Regions from separate parts of the Mus musculus genome. Here region 1 is linked to region 2. Evidence: chromatin contacts called from public Hi-C data. All regions are on one chromosome and are shown on one strand. The core of a region is the stretch at or near the end of the contact, and the rest is flanking DNA. Distances in the headings are between cores, read along the strand shown. Region 1 has its middle 220 kb from the start of Gm24006. Region 2 has its middle 24 kb from the start of Gm31568.

Region 1 (5,615 bases), core at 2,371-4,870, 290 kb before region 2:
TGCTTTAGAGCACTTGTGTACAAGTACTTGTCTGAATTTCAAGTTTCTGGTTTATATGTAGAATTCTCAGATGCCTAGCAAATGTATAATAGGCTTTAAAAATAATGGTTATTTACCTGTGTGGATTACATTTATTTCTTTAGTGAGAGGGTTGCCCATGCCAGTACACACGTGTGGTAGTCAAAAGCCAGCTTCCTAGAGTCAATTTTTCTCCTTCCACTATGTGTTTTCTGGGAAGCAAAGTGAGGGCATCAGATCTAGATCACCCTTGGCCTGCTGAGCGTCTACCCTGTCCATAAACTAGTATTTAAAAAAATGAAACAATGAAGACAATTTTATTAAATTTTGTCTAAATTTCTGGGTGTGAGACATTCTTTTATTTTACTCTTGTTCTGCATGTTTGTAATATTTGTTAGGCTTTAAAATCACATTTTTATATTTCTTATTTTATTTGTGTTTGTGTGTGTGTGTAAAAAATCAAGTTCATTCTTTGTGGTTCTTTTCCCTGAAAAACTCCTGAAAAGCCTACCTGGCTCCCCCATACTCTGTGCTTCTGGGTGGCCAAACTGGCAACATAGATGTTAGGAATATAAATTGGGCTTTTTGTGGAATCATCAAAGCACCACTCATAGAAGCAGAACTAGTTGATATACATCAGTAGTTTCAATGTCTCCACGTCTTTGTTGTTCTATACTGATCCTTAGGTTTCTTGTTCTATACTTAACCCTCAGTGAACTGCTTAATGCCTGACTACTTCTATAAGGATAGAATTCTTTATTCAGGACCAATCAAGTGCTAATCCTTTCACCAATTCAAGAGAACTGATATAAAAATAACAATATTGGGCTCATTATTTTCAATTGCTAAAAAGTAAATATAAAGTGAAAGTATTTATAACATTCGACTTTTAAGTAATTTCTATAGGTGAACAACAAGAAGAATTACCATGGACTAATCAGAAATTGCAATGATTGGCAGCTAATGAAATATCTTCAATATGTAAAAAGAAAACTTTGTGAACCTAGAATTCAATATTTAACAAAACCACCACTTAATATTGAAACTAAAAGAATGATAATTTTAGACAAAGGAAAAAAATCATACCAATAACTCACTAGGTGCTAATGGATAAATATTTCTAAGTAAAAGGCAGAGATTATTGAAGCAATGTAAAAAACAAAAAACCAAAAATATCCCAACAAAACAAAACAAAAAACATAGAAAGCACAGCAGTGACAGGCAGAGACTAGAGATTAAGCTGCAAAAACAGAGACCCTTCCTCAAAAAGTACTCCTCTCTCATATGCTGTCTGTTAGAAATATACTTTATGGTTTTTTTTTTCCATTTTTTATTAGGTATTTAGCTCATTTACATTTCCAATGCTATACCAAAAGTCCCCCATACCCACCCACCCCCACTCCCCTACCCACCCACTCCCCCTTTTTGGCCCTGGCGTTCCCCTATACTGGGGCATATAAAGTTTGCAAGTCCAATGGGCCTCTCTTTCCAGTGATGGCCGACTAGGCCATCTTTTGATACATCAGCATCCAAACGCTGACACCATTGCATACACTAGCAAGATTTTATTGAAAGGACCCAGATGTAGCTGTCTCTTGCGAGACTATGCTGGGGCCTAGCAAACACAGAAGTGGATGCTCACAGTCAGCTAATGGATGGATCACAGGGCTCCCAATGGAGGAGCTAGAGAAAGTACCCAAGGAGCTAAAGGGATCTGCAACCCTATAGGTGGAACAACATTATACTTTATGTTTTATTTTTATTTTAAACTCTTCAAAGACTAGCAGGTTGATTCTAGATGTATCCATTAGTAATACTTGTCTAGGATGGGCTCAGCAAAGATAGGTCAGCATAGAAGTGCCATTTAGAGAGAAACACTCTAAACACCAAGCTGGAAATTCTTTGTTTCTATACAGAAAAAAAAGGAAGTACACATCAATTTTAAAACTCCAAATAAAATTATTATGTTTATGTTGCAAATATAAAGGAAACTTGTTTTGCAGAAAAGGTGCCAAAAAATATATATGACAGAAACAATTTAGTATTGTATTACCCACCCACACACTCACCCCGGGAGTCATGGAAACATTCTTGCATATTATTTTTTGTTATTTTATTTATTTACTATTTCAAATGTTATCCCCTTTCAAGGTTTCCCCCTCCCCCTGCCTCTATGTCAGTGCTCACCCACCTAGCATCCCTGTACACTGGGGCATCAAGCCTCCACAGGACCAAGGGCCTCCCCTCCCATTTATGCCAGATAAGGGAATCCTCTGCTATATATGTAGCTGGAGCCATAGGTCTCTCCATGTGTACTCTTTAGTTGGTGGTTTACTCTCTGGGAGCTTGGAACAGTGGTTAGATGCTGGTTGGTTGGGATTGTTGTTCTTCCTATGGGGTTGCAATCCCCTTCAACTCCTTCATTCCTTCCCCTAACTCCTCCATTGGGGTCCCCATGCTCAGTCCAGTGGTTGTCCATGAGCATCCTCATCTGTATTGGCAAAGCCTCTCAGGACAGCTATACCCACCTCCTGTCAGCATGAATACTACTCAGCTATTAAAAACAATGATTTCATAAAATCCACAGGAAAATGGATGGAACTAGAAAATATCATCCTGAGTGAGATAACACAGTCACAAAGGAACACACACTGTATGTACTCATTGAATAGTGGATATTAGGGGGAAAAAATGTTCAGAATACCCATGATACAACTCGCAGACCATATGGTCAAGAAGAAGGAAGACCAAAGTGTGGATGCTTCTGTCCTATTTAGAAGGGGGAACAAAATAATCAATGGAGGTAGAGGAATGGAGACCTTGAAGAGAGAGAGGAGAGGGAGGGAAAAGGGGACAGGATCAGGTGTGGGAGGAGACAGGAGAGAAGTACAGAGGCTCAGGAAATTGAATAGAAATATGTAGCAGTGGGGGATGGAGAACTAGTGATATCCAGTAGAAATTTCCAGATTCCAGGGAAGCAAGAGGTTCCCGGAACCCAACAGGGATGGCATTAGTTGAAATACACAAAAAAAAAGGGGAGATAGAACCTGTAGTGACCATATCCAGTGGATAGGCTTAGGTGCCTGTTGAGATATGGGGCCACCCACTCATCTCAAAAAATTTAACTCAGAATTGTTCCTGTCTAAAGGAAATTCATGGACAAAGAGTAGAGCAGAGACTGAAGGAAAGGCCATCCAGAGACTGCTCCACCTAGGGATCCATGCCATCTGCAGACACCAAACCCAGACAACTGTTGCTGATGCCTAGAAATATACTTTAAATATAAAACATAAATTCATGAAAATAAAAAGATAAAGAATTCACACCTCCAAAACTTAAAAAGTCAGGAGTAAAGGAAAGGGCTATCTCTGATAAATGTCTTTGATAAGAAGGGAGTCAAAACACCATTAAGAAACAGATGGCCTAAACTATACTGTCAACCTCTTTTATGTAATGGTTATAGCACACTAAACCCATTGTTTGCATGACATACAATCATGTCAGAAGTGCCCGGTGCATTCACCACATCAAACTCAGTAAACTAGGCTTCATGTGTTGACAAATGCCTGGATTCTTGTCCTCACCATAGACAGAAACCACAGCAGGGACAGGAAGAGATTAGAGACTATGTTAAGCAGCAAGGGGAGTGACCCTTCCTCCAAGATACTCCCTGCTCAGTGTTTTTCTATAACTTCCATAACAGTGCCACCTGCTGGGAACAAATGTCCTATTTATGATTTGTGGGAACAATTTATATTCAAGTCACAGGAGACAAAAAGTCAGAATGAGATAAATGTCACACAAGAACTCTGGAAATCCCTTCATAGAGTACTAGTGATCAATAGCCCTCCCACTATGCCTCACGTCTTACAGGTCCCACCAAATGTTAACAATACCACACTGGAGACCATTCTTCTCACACTTAAATTCACTCAAACCACATCCAAACTATATCAAAAAGTCGGCTCACTTCCTCTCTCAGGTGTATCAGTTGTGGTGGGATAGGTATATCACAAAAGTAGAGGCATAATGTCAGTCACCTTCAAATGCCCTACTCAGTTCATAGGACCTTTGCTCAGAGCTACTTGCAACATTATGGAGGGTTTTGTGTTTGTTTTTGCTTTTGAACTCTTGTAACCAGACTACACAAATGTGAAATTAAAAATAAAGCACATAATAGATTGTATATGGCTGTGGACAGTTTTTGAAGTAAACAAATATGGGTGTGAGTACTGTACTGGCATTCATTGACTTTAGGACCCTTAAAGGTAGTCTGATTGTTTCTTTATGTGCAAGACAAGAACCATACCACTTTGTAAGATTATTATAAAATGTAAATTTAGTTGTAGATATAAAATGTCCTAATTTTAATTCTTGCAGAAATCTTCCTTATATACAATATATATGTCTTGGAGATGTAAGATGCCTGCACTGCACAGAGGAACTTGGTGCTGACAGCTCAGAGAGCAGAATCTGTTTACCAGGCACACTGCATAAAAAAGTAAAGATTTTCTGGCAGTGAGATTAGTATAGCTTGCATGGAGAGCAAATTTAGTTCAATAACATATCCAACGGTGATTTCTAAAACTGTATCCTAATAAAAACGAACTTAAACACTTAGGCACAGCTAATTCTGAAATCCCATCATTAAAAACCATGTGTCAGACAGTCCTTTCAATTATGCAGAACTTTTAATTTCAGTTTTTAATTTTAAAGGTAGTTGTCATAGTAACTTCCAGGCACTGCTGGCAAATGGTACTAAAGAGATATGCAAACATTTTCATGGAGTTTTTCAATATGTTGGGAAAACATTATACAATATTTAACAGAAATGCTACAAGTCATAGCAAAGGAGAGTCCTCATAGAGAACTAAAATTGTTCTTGCCCTGAGGCTGTAACTGCATATGATGTACACTCTTGGGAAGGATAGGAAAAAAAAAAAAAACATTGTGACCTAACCTTTCTGAAAATGTTAACGAATTGTTGGAATTAAACAATCACAAATCCAATAAATAGTAAAATGGAAGAAACAGAATGGTGTTGGGAACACTTTCTTCTGTGTTGTCAGATTAGAACTTGCCTAGCTCCTACCATCTGGTGAGTATAACACTGAGTTCCTGTTGTTTTATAAGAAAACATTTGCTCTGGGGAAAGGTTGAAGCCCTAGGGTCTGGGTCTGAGGCCAGGGTAACAGACTGGAAGAAACTGTTCATAACCAATTCCTGACTAATTCTAAGAGTGAGCAGATTTTTGCTGTTTGTTGGTCAAACCACGATAAATAAGAAGGGTGTGATAGGGTGCCTGACAGTGAAGCTTCTCCCGGTCCTTCTTGTTCTGATGAAACAAAATGCCTATGATTAGATTACTTAAAAAGAGCCAAAATGTATTTCCCATAGCCATGCATATTATGAAGTTCAAGATCGAGGTGACATGATTGAGTGATGTCTTTCTTGTGCTATCCTCTTGGGCAGAAAAGCAGAGAGAGAAAGAGAGAGAGAGAGAGAGAGAGAGAGAGAGAGAGAGAGAGAGAGAGAGAGAGAGAGAGAGAGAGAGAGACTCACAGCCATATGTCCCTTTCACTGCAGTATTAGACCAT
Region 2 (6,026 bases), core at 2,762-5,261:
CTGGACATCAAGCTTGGCATGAGGGTGTGTGAATGTATAAAAGGGGTTTGGGAAGCATAGAGAATGACAAAGTTAAGAGCAGCAAGAGAAGCAAACCTTTGCATGCAGCAGTTGCAGGTTTTTAAATTTGTATTAGCTTCAGAAGAGGATAAACGTACATTTGAATGCACGCATGTACAAAGAGATGCATACACACAAAGTTTCCTAGCATTCTTTGAACTCTCAATATGCTGCCAACTAGTTGAAAATACTGCTGTTTTCTTTTAGTTAAGAACCTACCCCCAACTGCCCTTCCAGAAATCACAGGTACAATGGAGGAACAATAGAAGAAACTAACATGCTATGTTTCCTACCACCAAAAGTTGCCTTTGAAGAGATATCTTGAATGAGGTTTAATTCACTTTTCTTAAAAATACCCTAGAAAGGGCACCTTCAACCTGCCCATTTTATTTTCTCCTACAAAGTTTCCTGCCTCCTTTGAAAACAGGGAGACAAAGATGCAACTTAGAAGTAACTTGGAGACTGTATATGGGATGGATTCCCAGGTGTAGCAGTCTCTGGATGGCCTTTCCTTCAGTCTCTGCTCCACACTTTGTCTCCATATTGCTCCCATAAATATTTTGTTCCTCCTTCTAAGAAGGATGGAAGCACTCACACTTTGGTCTTCCTTCTTCTTGAGCTTCATAGTGTCTGTGAATTGTATCAATGGGAGAAAAGGCCCTTGGTCCTGTTAAGGCTCGATGCCCCAGTGTAGGGAAATGCAAGGGCAGGGAGGCAGAAGTGGGTGGGAGGGTGAGAGAACACCTTAATAGAATCAGGGGGGGGGGGGATGGGATAGGGGATTGTGGGAGGGGGGGACCAGAAAAGGGTATAACATTTGAAATATAAATAAAGAAAATATCCAATAAAAAATTTAAAAATATATAAAATATAAAAATAAATAAAATACCCAATACAAAAGAAAGAAAGAAAGAAAGAAAGAAAGAAAGAAAGAAAGAAAGAAAGAAAGAAAGAAAGAAAAGAAAAGAAAAGAAAAAAAAGTGACTTGGCTTTTTTTTTTTTTTCTGACCTGACCAGGTTTTAGGAAACAAATTCTAAAATAAAAAAGAGAACTTCAAAGTTACCTTCTGCACGAATTAGCCCCTGATGCCTTCAGTAGAATGAGGTGTGTGTAATCTCGGTGATCAGAAAGAGCTTAGGTCTCTCTCTCTCTCTCTCTCTCTCTCTCTCTGTGTGTGTGTGAGTGTGTGTGTGTGTGTGTGTGTGTGTATCTGCGTGTGTCTGTGTGTCTGTGCATGTGTCTGTGTGTGTGTGTGTGCCTCTGTGTGTGTGTGTCTCTGTGTATGTGTGTATCTGTGTTTAGATGGTATAAAAAACTATAAGGGCATGAACAGATGATGAGAGTGATGGAGAGATGTCCGTAATCCCACTCCGGTGCTGTGTCCTTTGGGAGGCATCAGCTCCTCACACTGCCAGTCTGTAAACAAACGGGAACAAACAATCCATCAGTATTTGCTAGGACATTTTCTTGTAATCAAAACTATATGTGACAGGAAAAAGAGTTCCTTTGAGAAAGGGAAAACCCAAACTCTGACTCCTGTAACTTCTCGAGCCAAGACAGACAACATGAAATAAAGGCAAAATACAGAATTGTATGGACACTGTATTCCTCCAGAGAAATTCAGCTTTCTAGGGGGTTGGGGCGGATAATCCGAGTGAATGGACAGCATATGCTACAGTGATCCTTAGCGGCAGTCAACAGCAGCAGCTCTATGGGCAGTGCACTCTATCACTTGTCCCTGCTCCCAATAACTTCTCTTTCTTTCTCTGAAAACTTGCAGCATCTCTCTTGGTAGCATCACTAACAAGTCATTGCAACGGATACTGCTGTCACTGTGTCTCTAGACATCTCCTGCCCTGAGAAAGCACTTTGCACTTGTGAATTTATGGGTTACCAGCCGCCATTTGAAGAACTTGTTTTGGGCTCCGTTTCATACCTGAGGAAACTGGGGGACATAGACTTTATTTCCTCTTTTCAAATCTGGCTGGGAGATCCAGGGATCTAGGGAGATTTTTAGAAATGTATCGTTAAAATTCTTGGTTCCCCATCCTAAAAACATAGCAACTAATTTTGTTTTACATTATCAGTCTTTGGCGAAAACTCGGTCACTCGAGGGAATACATGCTTGCTTGATCTGACAAGATGAGAATCAAATCTATCTTCAGTCTCTATGATCACTAGACCACTCTATAGCTCTAAATCTTTGCTCACAAAGAACATTGACCTCTGTCCCCAGGGTCTACTTGGAGCCACATGGGGGAAGCTGGTTCTCTATGATCACATTGGACCACTGCATAAGGATCAGACCTGGGCGTATATTTGCTCATTAGAGGTCACGCTGCAGTTTCTTCTGATAAGAACAGGGAAGACTCATATCAGATTATCAATATTTTCTTTTAAAAGGCAATAGGAGAAAGAATCCCATAGCCAAGGAAAAGAAATGTAAAAGATCTTGGAAAATTCAGTTTGCCAGTGAGCTAGAATTTTCTGCTTTTCTCAATATCCTAGTTCAATGGATTGACAAGATTTGTAAGTGACCACACTGATCAGTAACCAGATACTCCCCTGCCCTCACCAATGACACAAGAATATGGGAGAAATTACTCCGGGCATCTCAGACTTCTCTCCTTTGACTCATTCTGCCACCCAGAGGAGACTCTATTTTCTAATTGACATTAAAAAAAATAGTATTAAGGAACAATACATGCCAGAGAAAGTACTTTCAAACTTGAACAATGATGAATCATGTAGAGAGCTTGTTGAAATTCATATCATGACTCAGTTGGGCTCAGACTTGTTCCCACATTCAGATGCCGGTCACTAAATTCAACCACCATATTCTTTGAGTCAGGAAATGATCGCTCCCACAGAAAAGGGATGAGGTAACGATGTCATACAAGACTCAGTCAGCCACCAGTCAGAGCAGAAACTGAACCAGTTCCTGGGGGCTGGTTTGGGGGGGGGGCAGGTTTTAAATGTGAATTTGTTTTAAAGTTGCAGTCAGTTGAAGGTATATCTGTATTACAGATGCATGCAAGTAAGGCTCCACTCCACTAAAAAGTAGAAATTATTTACCTGGAGTTATTTTTTTTTTATGTTGCTGTTAGTGTTTTATTTTTTTTATTTTTTTTATTACGTATTTTCTTCAATTACATTTCCAATGCTATCCCAAAAGTCCCCCCCCCACTCCCCTACCCACCCATTCCCATTTTTTGGCCCTGGCATTCCCCTGTACTGGGGCATATAACGTTTGCCTGACCAATTTACCTGGAATTATTAACTGGGAAAGATAAGCAACTCAAACACCAATTGCTACACTGCTTTGCTTGAACCACAACATGAGGAATGGCATACAATCTAAAATGGAAAAAAATCTCTAGAAAACTTGGAAGTAAGGGGCTACATGCCAGCACGTTACTGGGAAATTAATGTAGTCAGGGTAATAAACTCTCACTGAACTGAAACAGAGATATGCAGAGTCACCTTAAGAAAATAGAAACTCGACAAAGCCCACAGCACCTGGCTCCAGACTAATTCGAGGAGCTGATATATCTAAGGAAAAGAAGTATTCTTCATAAAGTTGGCCAGCATAGAGGCTTATAAAAGGCTAATCACGGTGTCTGTTTACTGGGAAAAGAGCCCCAGCTCAAGAATGTAGGAAAGCTGGCATCATCTATCCTCATCATGGGAAAAGCCGACTTACAGGACAGAACTAGTAGACTACAGCTCATTCTATGAATCTCGTTGAGGGGGTAAGATTTCACTAAGACAAAGGGACATGGTTTATTTCTACAGAGGCAGAGCTATGGCTGCTTTGTCACTATAGTTTGAAGAAGGGCTATATGGCTCACAAAACCTAAAACATTTGTTGTCTGACTGTTTAGAGAAGAACTTTCAAAACTTTATAAAACCCTTAACCAGGTAATTGGTTCCCGTCACTTTGATTCCACGCACCTCAAGCAAACTCGTGGTTTCGGTTTTGTTTCATAGGTCAGACACCAACAGCGGCAAGTGTCTCCCACAGCTCTTGGTTATTTTTAACTTATTTCTAGCCTAGATTTGGGGATTATTTTTTTTTTCTCATAGTGTCTGGGAGCTTGCCCTATCTGAATCATTTCCGTGAGTAATAGTTAGTTCCCTTTTCAATATGCTTTGTAAAATAAAGAAAATGAAACGCAATTCCCTGCACTTAGGAGGAAAACAGCTATGCATGTCGACTGTAGTAGGCTTCTTACTCATTCTGGAAAAGATCGGGGTTAAGGGCGAGCAGCAGGCCAGGGCCCAAAGCTGCACTTCACAGGGTTCTGTTTACTTCGGTTGTCATAGGAGCAGGACCCATCTTTACTCCCACGAAGGAAGGCAGACAGTCTCCCCAGATTCCAATGTTTCATTTCTGACTCGTAGAAGTCTCTGCTTTATTTTTAAACTTGACTTTTTCTTTTACTTCTTTCGATATTTTTATTTGAATTTCACATCTTCATGTGTTTGGCACAGATAAGATCCTCATATGAGCAGAACACGGTATGCTAGTTGCAAATTCCTTTCAATGACTCCCAGCAGGATCCATTTACTTGCTATAATTTATTGGATATTTTATCATTGTATAACCAACATTTGTTGAGTATATACCACATTGTGGATACCATAGCTAGTTTAGCCATCTGCAGGAAACGTTTGTTTCCTTTGTAGAGTCCATGGTTAAAGTATAATGGGGTGAATTTGACAACTCATCCTATATTAAGACACTCAACCCCTCCAAATTTCCTTAACAGCTAAGTTATTCTTTTCTAATAGATCTTTCACACATCTTTGATAACAGTCATGAAATAATACCTTGATAACCTACAAGGTAAGACATAATTTTCACATCTATCGCGCTGTCAATAAGGACAGTATTTATATTTGTATTTTGTTGTTTATTTATTGCATTCCACAGATGTCACAACAGCCTCTTTCCCTCAATGCAGCATCTCTAAGCATGGTGGGGAACAGTTTCCTGTTGGTGCACCGGGCTCTTTATGAATTTATCCATTTCACACTGAGAACTATCTAATTGTCTTTAGCTTCCATCTAAGGCAGTCCAATGGCCTTGCCTCTGAGTCACTGTGGAGTTTGGCCTGGTGATCCCTTCAGTACAGTAGACTGGAGATACAGAACTGACATCCTTCCCAGTGTTTTGCAAGCTTTGGGTGGCTCGTGTGGCTGTAGAGTTAACGGTGCCATCCAGAACACTCAGCAATATTTTCCCATTTAGAGGAAGAGCAAAAGGAGGAGGGAACTTAATGGAAATATAGCTGAACCAAATAGGATCTGTTCCAGCATTTTTCAATACAAAATAATGCAAACCTCTTAGCCATTAAGTCGCAGCTTAAGACAAAGTGCTTGAAATTACCTGTCATCACAGATTTTTTTACTGGTAGAAAGAAAAGCCCTCACGGTGTATTTTCAACTAACCGTATTGCCACCTAGTGGCCATTGAGGAAAATTAGTATCAGAAAATTGGAAGCAACTTTAGAAATGAAGACATTAGTAATACTGACAATAACTGCTAAGACTTACTGGATGTCTACAGTGTTCCTTGACTCTGTGCTCAAAACTGTATGTGTACTATCTAATTTATTCTCTTGACCATCCCCATTCCGTGGATGAACAAAAGAGGACTTTACAGGTTAGTTAGCATGTCATCTTTACACATCTACATAGCTAGCTACATAGATTCATAGTCAAGTCTACTGCATTTATTGAACGCTGTCGATGGTTGCAAAAAACGTCAGCTTAGACTAAAAGAACACGGTCGATAAACTGAAGCAAATTCACCCCCAAATGTTAGCATTTAAAGGAAATCACAACCTGCACTTTTCCACATAGGAAATAACCCACAACACATTCTAATCCTCTCCCAACTGATTTTCAATTGTGTAGTAATTAAAAAAAAGAAAACACATCTGGCATCTCTGAAACAGAA

What was found. A called contact is a pair of places that touch in the nucleus more often than the background predicts.
Region 1: a contact with region 2 is called in a Hi-C map of the G1E-ER4 cell line, with 2.9 times the contacts expected there. A contact is called at or near these places in 4 of 484 Hi-C or Micro-C datasets (the Ba/F3 cell line, the G1E-ER4 cell line and the HPC-7 cell line) and 2 of 130 datasets of targeted methods (the 230-238 cell line and acute myeloid leukemia).

Annotation. Positions count from the first base shown.
Region 1 is chr19:35,418,061-35,423,675 of GRCm38.p6, reverse strand. No RefSeq gene overlaps it. Among named protein-coding and RNA genes, the nearest start is that of Gm24006, 220 kb to the right of the region's middle.
Region 2 is chr19:35,125,001-35,131,026 of GRCm38.p6, reverse strand. No RefSeq gene overlaps it. Among named protein-coding and RNA genes, the nearest start is that of Gm31568, 24 kb to the left of the region's middle.